Linked DNA regions of Nothobranchius furzeri: region 1 is linked to region 2. Evidence: chromatin contacts called from public Micro-C data. All regions are on one chromosome and are shown on one strand. Each heading gives the region's core, a stretch centred on a gene start, on an enhancer-like site or on the middle of the called end of the contact. The rest is flanking DNA. Distances are from core to core; before and after follow the strand shown. Region 1 holds the start of tmem38b (transmembrane protein 38B). Region 2 overlaps LOC107374673 (inactive tyrosine-protein kinase PRAG1).

Region 1 (4,529 bases), core at 111-2,610, 110 kb before region 2:
ATTCCCCCAGTGCTGCAGGATTAAACTGCCTGTTCATCTCTGACAGTATCCGACTCTCTTTCCTTGGATATCTGGGCCCACCACAGAGAATCTAATCCTAAATCGGGGTTTTCACAACAATCAGAATTTTTTATGTCTACCTTTCTTCAGCTCATGACCTTCAGGTTACCCTTTAGTCTTCAGCTGAAATTCTGCCTCCCTCCAGGAAGGGAGGCGGGGGTGAGGCCAGATGACTCTTTCTAATACTTTCACACAGACCTGTTTCCTGGTGGAGGAACGGCTCTTGTTTCATTCATCAAACAATTGAAGGTCAAGTTAAACTATGCCTCTGGAATGTGAAAAAACAAAAAGAAGTTTGTACTTTGATAAAACGTGCTGTCAGCAAAGTCCAACCTCAAGTCTTGGCTTTTCCTACTGCTTTATGCTGCACACAGTTGGAATCAGCTTCCTCCTGACCTCAAATGTGCCCCAACTCTTGTAACTTTGAAATCAAAATGGAAAACTGTCACAAATTCATCAGTCTTTGAATGAATGTGCCTTATGCTGCACTTTCTGCACTGTAACTGGGGTTTTATAACCTTCTGTTTCATGTTGTTATGTTGATTTTACTGTTTTATGTTCTTGCACCTGGAAAGCACATTGAATTGCTTCTGTGTATGAAATGTGCTGTGTCATATCATATGTATATGTGCCTCTCCTAGTCACCATGTTTTCCATTCAACATCTAATTTACCCTTTACCCTAAAACAACAGTAAACATTTAACTTCATGATGTGATTCAGAAGATAAATGATGATTTTGTTTATTAAGGGAAAATAATCTAAACCAACCTGGCTTCTTGTGAAAACACAATGGTTCACTATAACTGGTTGTAACATTCTCAGGTAACAACAGCTACTACCGAGCACCTGTAATTACTAATAATGGGTCTGTGGTGGAATTCTGGCCCATTCTCTCTTACAGAATTGTGTCAAATACAAGCACATTAAAGGGTCTATCGGCATGAAAGGTAATTTTAAGGTCATACATTCTCTTTCAGGATTTTTAGGTAGAGAGCAGTACTCATGGTTTCATTTATTACAAGTCATCCTGGTCCTGAAACAGCAAAGCAGTCCCAGACCATCACACCACCACCACCACCATGTTTGACTGTTGGTTTGATGTTCTTACTCTCAAATGTAGAGTTATAATTAGACACATACCTTTCAAAAAGTTCCATTTTTGTCTCACCATTCCAGAGAATACAGTGGGGTCATCAAGATGCTTTTTAGTCATCAAAGGTTTTGGCCATGGAAGTTGGTGTCATTTTTCGCTTTCTTATTATTGATTCATAACCTTTGATCTTCACCCTAACCGAGTGCAGGGCTTTAGATGATTTTTGAGTTCTTTTAGCTTAATTTATGTTAGACACATTCTAGTGAAGGGAGTTCCCTAGAGGTCTGGTAGTAATCAAACCTGTAGACCTGTTCAATAAACCTGGTTAATCATTTATTTTATGATTTAATGGTGGGGCAAAAGTCAGCTTCACAGAAAAAAATATTATGATTTATCTCTGATTATAATTGGTCACTTTGAGTTTTCATGCAGGCTGAACATGAAATAGTCTCCTACACCTTTCTCCTACATCAGCTTCTGATAGAGAATAAACAATGAAACACCAGGATTGGAAAATCCTGGCGTTTCATTGTTTATTCTGTCCTTGCGTCATGTTGTGAGCCAGGAGGAGGTTAGGACCCAAGATGCAGAAAACCCCAGAATGACAAAGGCAGGTAGAAAAAACATAAAATCCTTTATTTAGGAATAAATGTCCAAATAAATCCAATGAGGGCAGGAAGCTAAAAAACCAATGTCCAAAAATCCTGGAGACGAAAGCTCACTTAATGAGCACAAACCTAGAGACCAAGTGGAAGCCAAATACCTAGAGACCTAGAGGGGGGAACGAGAGAACGCTGACACAACAACAATGGACTGACAACACACTGAGACACAGACAGGGTTATATACACAGGGGCTGGGTGATTAAGGGAACCGGACACAGGTGAGACTAATAACAGAGAGGAGGAGCAGAACGGAGCAGGGGAGGAAACCAGACCTAACTGGGGTAGGAAGCAAAAATGAACCAAAGGGAGATACTGACTAAATGATCCAAACATGACGGAAACCTAATGATAAGTGGGGTGACTAAGGGAAATGTGAGGGAAACCTAGAGAACCCGGAGGGGGCGGGGGACCACGGGGACACAGAAACCTAAGGGGAACACCTAAGGAGAAAATCTGGAGTGGACTGGGGAACACAAGTAGGTACACGAGGAAAACAAGGAGACACATAATAGCTCAATCCAAAATGACTTCCTAACTCTGGCTCCTTCAAAGGCAGTTCGAAATCTGGGTGTTGTGATTGATGAACACCTGACCTTTAAAGATCATGTTACCTCTGTTGCTCGTTCATGCCGCTTTGCGCTGTATAACATACGAAAGATCAGACCACACTTAACACAACATGCCACCCAGCTCCTGTGCAATCTAATGTCATCTCCCGCCTCGATTACTGCAATGCCCTTCTAACTGGTCTTCCAGGCTGACCTCTTCAAATGGCCCAGAACGCAGCGGCGCGTCTGGTCTTCAATCAGCCAAAAAGAGCACACGTCACCCCTCTGTTCATTGAGCTCCACTGGCTACCGCTAGCAGCACGCATCAAATTCAAATTGCTAACACTAGCATGCAAAGTCTGAGATGGTACGGCTCCCATCTACCTGAATCCTCTTGCAAAGGCTTACGTCTCGGCCCGGCCGCTCCGGTCATCACAGGATCGTCGGCTAGCAGTGCCTACTCCACGCTCAGGACAATCCAGACTCTTCTCATGCATCGTTCCACAAATGTGGAATGACCTTCCAAGCACTACCAGAACTGTGGCTTCCTTTTCAATTTTCAAGAAACTCTTGAAGACCCTGCTCTTCAGAGAGCATCTTCTTAACTAGCACCCTCCCTGCACCCGTCCCCCCTCTCTACCGTCCACTCCTTGTTTGCTACTCTCCATGATGGATGCCAAGTTGTTGTTATTGTTGTTGTTAGCCTCAAAGGCAACATGCCGATTATCACTTGTAAGTTGCTTTGGACAAAAGTGTATGCTAAATACATAAACATAAACATAATGGGAGCCTAGAGAGGGATGGGGAACACAAGGGGACACATGACACAAGGGGACACATGGGGGGACGCAGAACATGACACCTTGCGATCAGGATCAAACCACCAAACGTGTCACAATTTTTGTTGTATGACTTTTATTAGAACCTTTACCTAATTTTAAACAATGCCCCAGAGATGTTTGTTTACCCGAAAGCTGGTGACTCAGAAAAGACACATGACGACCTCACGTGTGAATACCCAGCAACACTCAACCTAAAACAGAAACCTACTCCAAAAGTCCCTGAATAACCCTGGCATTCTGTGGTTTGCTAAATACGTCAAGTGAAAGCAACATAAAACCAGTCTCTCTCTCTCTCTCTCTCTCTCTCTCTCTCTCTCTCTCTCTCTCTCTCTCTCTCTCTCTCTCTCTCTCTCTCTCTCTCTCTCTCTCTCTCTCACACACACACACACACACACACACACACACACGCATGCGCGCACACACACATTTACAGCTGTTTATAGAACACTTACATGGCAATTACAGTAGACATTTACCTGGTTGTTTATTTGGAGTAATTATAGTATCAGATAAACATTTCTGTTGACATCAGTTTCATAGAAGATTTAAAAAGCAACTACAACAAATTTACAGACTATCACACAAAGACTTGCTTGTCTTCAAATTGTGTTTACATAAAAACAGAAGTTCTGCCTTTACAATAACTTAAACAGTCAAAGGAGGTTCTGGATCAGCCCACCAGAGTAAAGCCAAACCTCTCTCAGTTACACCCACGTACACGCCATACCTGGAATTAGTCTCAATCCAGCAGAAAGCTGAAGGAACATTCATCTGTGTTGCATCAGTCAAAGATTTTAATTGGTCTACAACGTACAAAAACGTAGGAACCATAAATTATGTATACTAGATTTCATACTTGCACTGTAAACCACCTTCTCCTGTATTTGGTGTAAACCAGTTTTCAGCTAAATCAATTAGCAATTTAAAAACTCAGTTAAAAAATTGTTTTCCCAAATTAACAATGCATGTCACTTAAAATCTTCGCATTAATAATTATTTCAGGATTATAACTGAGCATTTATGCTACAGTGCTATCTAACTATGTTATCAAAGCACTCCTAGCCTAATTGCCATGCATCAAGGACAAAAAGTTTGAATGTGCATTAACCCTTTATAGGGCCAACGTCTACATTTAGACACTTCCACTCACATCATAAATTATATTGTTGTGCTTTTTCACAAACTCTTAGAATTACACCCAAACTATCATCAGAGATCAAGCTAGTCATGGTTTGCGCGATTCCACCAATCAGTGTGGTGCTATAAGGTGCCAAATATGGTTGTGTCTGCAGAGCCAGAAAACTGCTCGGTCTCCTCTC
Region 2 (4,769 bases), core at 1,641-4,140:
AGAGTAACAGGTCCACTCACGGGTCGTGTCAGGTCATGCTGAGAGGTGTGTTTGTACCTGTTAATGTAGGAGTGTGCACTAAAGTACCTTTTAACAAGGAGGGCGTCTCAACTGGACAGCGACTGTTGCCAAAAGGAGGGGCTTAAAGTGAACAGATTGTTGCCCCTGGCAACTCCCAAATGGTCCCAGCCTGGCTATCAGTTGCCACCAATAGAAGTAGAATTTATAGATCAGCCATGTGGAGTCAAGTCCGTTGTGTTTGACTTGGCTTTGGGTTGCTTTCTGCCCTGTAAACCAGCCTTCTGAGGCGTCGGCCCCTCCCTGCCAAGAGCCCTGGCGATCCTTTTAAACAGATAGCATCTTGATGCCTGACAGACTAAAAGTGAGCCAGTGTTGGAAAGGCTGAGTTCTACACGCGAGGAAATTTATTCCACACACCTAATGGGAGTCTGTAGCTTTTCTTTGCTGATACACTTTAAATATACTCATGACCCGTGTGGAACCAGGGTTATGTTACTACACATGACCGAGCTTTAGAGCGTCACCAGTCTGATCCAGGGGCACTCTGTGTGCCCATCGGCCCAAAAAGGACCTCTGCAGCATGAGGTAGGCACCTGACGGCTACTTTTGTTCTCATGTGGTCAGGAAATGAGTAAGTCTCATGATGGGAAATGATAAAGATCTTGTCTTTAAAAGTCACACGTAACCACTTCTTTTTTTTTAGGTAAGCAGAAGTCTCTGCTTTTTCACCATCTTTTTCTCTGAGCTGTGGAGGTAAAGGTGTTGGTAGTTACAGTGTGCTGAACAGCTTGCGTCTTGTCTTTTGTTTGCATTTTTTTTATTCAAATACCGTTGAGTTTAAGAGCATGAGCAGGCCAGATGTGGCTAAACACAATTTGCAGAAGCCTGTTTTGCATTTAAATGAAAGTAGGCTGGGGGTGAAGGAGATGGCTGACCAAAGAGGACGATAACGAGACGAGACTGGGCCCTTTTTGAAAGATAACAAGGATTTGTGTCAAACATTAATGAACCTTTGGTTTATATGACTGTACGGCCTTGGTAACTCTCCTACAGTCAGACTTCTTAACTTAAAGGGACACAACAAGGAGGATGAACTGTAACCCAGTGTGATAAACTAACTTTAGGCAGGGGTCTCACTCAAACACACGTCAGTGCTTCTCCTTCTTGGAGGGTTTGATGCACGGCCATCGAAGCTGATTGCATCACGTCATCCTGTGCAGTTCACAACACGCTGAGTAAAATCTGAGTCAGCCTGCTCGACTCCCTTTAACAAACACACTCCCATCTTAGATTAGGACTAGGAGATTATTAAAACATAAATATCCCTGAAACCCCTAATGCGTGCTAGAACAGGTGTGCGTGTGTGAACTTTTGCACGTATAAAAGACGCGAGGCACACGTGCTTCTTAGGTTATGTCGCTTTGTGTGTTTACCACAGGAACGCCTCCCTGAATAAGTCAGGAAGTGAAACCAGTTACGTGAACCACGACAGCAACGCTGTTTGTGTCTCGTTGTTGCTACTCAGTTCCATGTAACCTAAACCTGATCTCTTTTTAAAGCCTCACCAGTTTCTGTCACCCTCCCGCTGCTGAACGATTCGTAGCTGTTTATTTTCTGAATCTGGGTTACTGATAAGGGTGCAGAAGTGGTGTGACGGGTTCTTTCTCTGGGACAATCTTTGTATTTTGTGTCAGAAAGAAGGCTGATTAGATCTTTCTCAGAGGAAATAGTCAGGATGTTTAGGCTGAAACTGGGCATTCCAAGGAAGGGGAAACGGGTGCAGCTAATTATTCAACGATGTACCTGAAAAATTTGTGTTTCATTGCTTCATCGTCCTTAGACCCATTATCATTTGTCCCGTGCTGCAGTATTTCCTCCGCCTTTCATCACCCTTTTTTTTGTCTGGAAGACGATATCCGCTCCTTTGGCCAACTGCCCAGAGAGAATACCATCCTCTCCTCCCTCTGCACTCCTCTCCTTCTGTTTGCTGTCCTCATTCATGGTTGAATTGAAGTCAAAGGCCAATAGATGAATTGATAGAGAACTGGTTTTGAGATGGAGGAGAAGAACAAGTGATGAAGGAGAGGAATGGGACCCTGCTTCCCTGAGCATGTGCAGTCGTTGCATTGGCATTGTGGGAAGTTGTCCTGTTGGTCAGGGAGCTGAAGAAGGAAAAGAAACCCGTGTTGGATCTGGATGTAGATCGATATTGGTTTTGCTTTGTTCCAAGGCAGCAACATCTAAGTTTAATGTGAGGCATTCCTTGAAAGAATAGCAGAAGCTGTCTTATGTAGAGAGATGAAGTTTTAATGTATGTTTTTGTCGAATCTGGGGGAAAAAATACTAAAAACATGATACAAGTACTCAGTCCGTGTTAGTTGACAGATACAATGAGCCAAGTCTGTCTTTAGAGGCTCATATACATAGCAAACCCCCTTTCTTGTGCCAACTTTGGTTTGGAGACTGTTATGGATCAGCTCCTGTTGTGATTCGGATGAACGTCATGCGCCTGCAGATTTTATAAGGCGTGTTTGGTCTGTATCTGTATATTTGCCACATAACCATGCCTGGACCGAAGTATTCCCAACAGAAGAGTATAAAGGTGTGGATCACCGTTTGCTCCCTGAATCTTTGGCCACACGAACAAAAGAGAAAAATGACACAAACGTTTGCTAAGTTGTGAGCAAACCCAACATACCTCTATGGTGTTGCTACATGTTACAGGAGAGAACAGAGCGATTGCGCTAACATGCATGTTTTTGTTCTGTGGGACGAATCCTGGAGAAATCCATACATGCACGGAGGCTAACTCTGCAGAAATGCTGCAGCCAGAATCTAAACCTGCAACATTCTTGCTGCAGTGCAACAGTACTACCAGTTGCTACGTCATGCAGCCTGCAGCAGTTTGAACCAGTTCATGAGCCTTGTTGTCATGGGGGGTCTTATTTGTTGCAGCAAAAAACAAAAAAACAACAGCTCAGAATAAAGAAGTGTGCCTCAGTGAGAGGAAGTGAAACCACTGTAGGCTGTGTTTATATTTTTAATAAAACATGGTCTCTTTCTTGGATCTATCAGCATTGGTGCAAATAAAATGAAAATAAGACTAAGCATGAAGAGGAAGTTAATCAGTTCCACATTTGCAAACCGTTGCATCACACAGCAAATCTCTGGATGCAAATAAAAAAAAAACTCTTGCTCTCATGCTCATTTTCACCTGATTGTGTTTGATTTCCTTTTGCAGAGTGAGCGCTAAGATAAGCGACTGCAGCATGGAGCTGATCGGCTGCAGCCAACCAGGGTCAGCAGAAAGTCGAGCACCATCCCAGCGCAGTCTGGGTGGCACCGGCCTCCCGGCTGCAACCACCGACAACCTGACCGCTGACACCGGTGAGTCTCTTGCTACAAAAATCTGGTTCAGTTTTTGACTTAAAGAGCAAGTCACCCCTACCAGAGTCTAACTCCACTCTCACTTCATGTTTAAAAAATGCAACAAATGCTGTTGCCTGGCAGACCGAGAGGGCGGAGCCGCTAACAAATACAGACACACACAGGTTCACCACAGCATTGTGACATCATAATGTACCAGTTTACATCATAGCATACCTCTTAGCCAATAGCGGTGGCAGATTTAAATTCAAATACAATGCAGAGTTTTTACCTGACAATGGCACAACACTGCCAGTTTTAGGCAGAAAATTAAAATTTTACCTAAAATGCACTAAACTACAAAACTATTGACTACACGTGTCTGCAGCACGATTATACACTCGTTTGTTTAGTTTATCAGGGGAAAAAAGTTGATTTGGGGGTGACTTGCTCTTTAAGTCTTTAAGTCATGTGAAAAGTTTCTGACTTGTTCCAGCATAAAAAGGTTAAGTGCTGCAGGGTTAAATCTGCTAACTTATCTCATGGGAGTGTGTTACGACTTCTGAAAATCGAGCCGTACCTCACGGTCCTTGGGGTGTCGCCTTTAAGCCTCGGTTGCTTGTAATTGCTGCAACTTCCTGGGCAATGTTGTCTGAGTAAGAGATAATTATGGACCCTGGTAATGAGGGAAAAAGGGCTTGGCTGCATCCTTTTGGTTTTTTTCTTTGTGAAAGCAGTGATTGAAGAGCGCACCACACAATTATCCGTGTCTGTCTCTTTGAGTCGACTGTTGAGTTCCAGCTCTAAGTCTTTAATTGATAAATGGATCATAATTGGTTGGAAGATGTTCTGAGGGTTGGATGGAAGCCAGGAAGGTGGAAGCTTCCAGCTCTTCTGGAGGAGTCATGTGCCGATTGGGTTTATTAGAATTTGTGAGAACATTTAGGTTTTAAAGCATTTGCTCAGAATTAAACACAACACTGTGTGAATCCTCTACACCGGCCCCTGCTGATGTAAACCTTTTCTGCTTTAGGTTCTCGGGATGCGACCCGGAGGTCTTGTTTGTCTCCTCTTCCCAGAACTGTATCAGCTCCTGGTTCTCCTCACTCGTTCTCCTTCAACAATTTGAGCACCCAGCCTCCTCCTCTCCCAGAGAAGAAGATGGTCAACCGCACCGTGTCGGCTCCTGATAGTGCCAATGGGAAACCCGTCATCCGGGCGTACCCGCGCCTCCCGTTCACCGGCTCTGAGAGCAACGTGTGCCACTCGGCCGAGGTCAGCTCCCGCGCCAGCTTGCCGGCTAGTCCCGTTGACCCAAGGCCTGTTTTCTCCTCCAACGAATCTCTGGAGCGCTGCCACACCCCGCTAGGCCGACCCTCGAG

Evidence for each region. Hi-C and Micro-C count contacts between places; a contact is called where the count stands out from the background.
Region 1: a Micro-C map of tail fin shows a contact between it and region 2, with 7 times the contacts expected there. The contact joins the promoter of tmem38b here to the enhancer-like site in region 2. A contact is called at or near these places in 2 of 2 Hi-C or Micro-C datasets (skeletal muscle and tail fin).

What each region holds. Positions count from the first base shown.
Region 1 is chr6:57,431,971-57,436,499 of NfurGRZ-RIMD1, reverse strand. It overlaps tmem38b (transmembrane protein 38B), which reads right to left and starts at 1,360. Exons shown (of 6, transcript XM_015942830.3): 1 at 1,203-1,360. The coding sequence starts at 1,275.
Region 2 is chr6:57,323,627-57,328,395 of NfurGRZ-RIMD1, reverse strand. LOC107374673 (inactive tyrosine-protein kinase PRAG1) reads left to right here. Exons shown (of 6, transcript XM_015942827.3): 4 at 3,263-3,408; 5 at 4,421-4,769. Among protein-coding and RNA genes, the nearest start is that of LOC107374673, 10 kb to the left of the region's middle. Within about 2 kb of position 2,890, at least 1 of the 3 cell types and tissues checked has an H3K27ac peak or open chromatin away from gene starts, as enhancers often do. A contact at or near this core is called in tail fin, where this site is marked.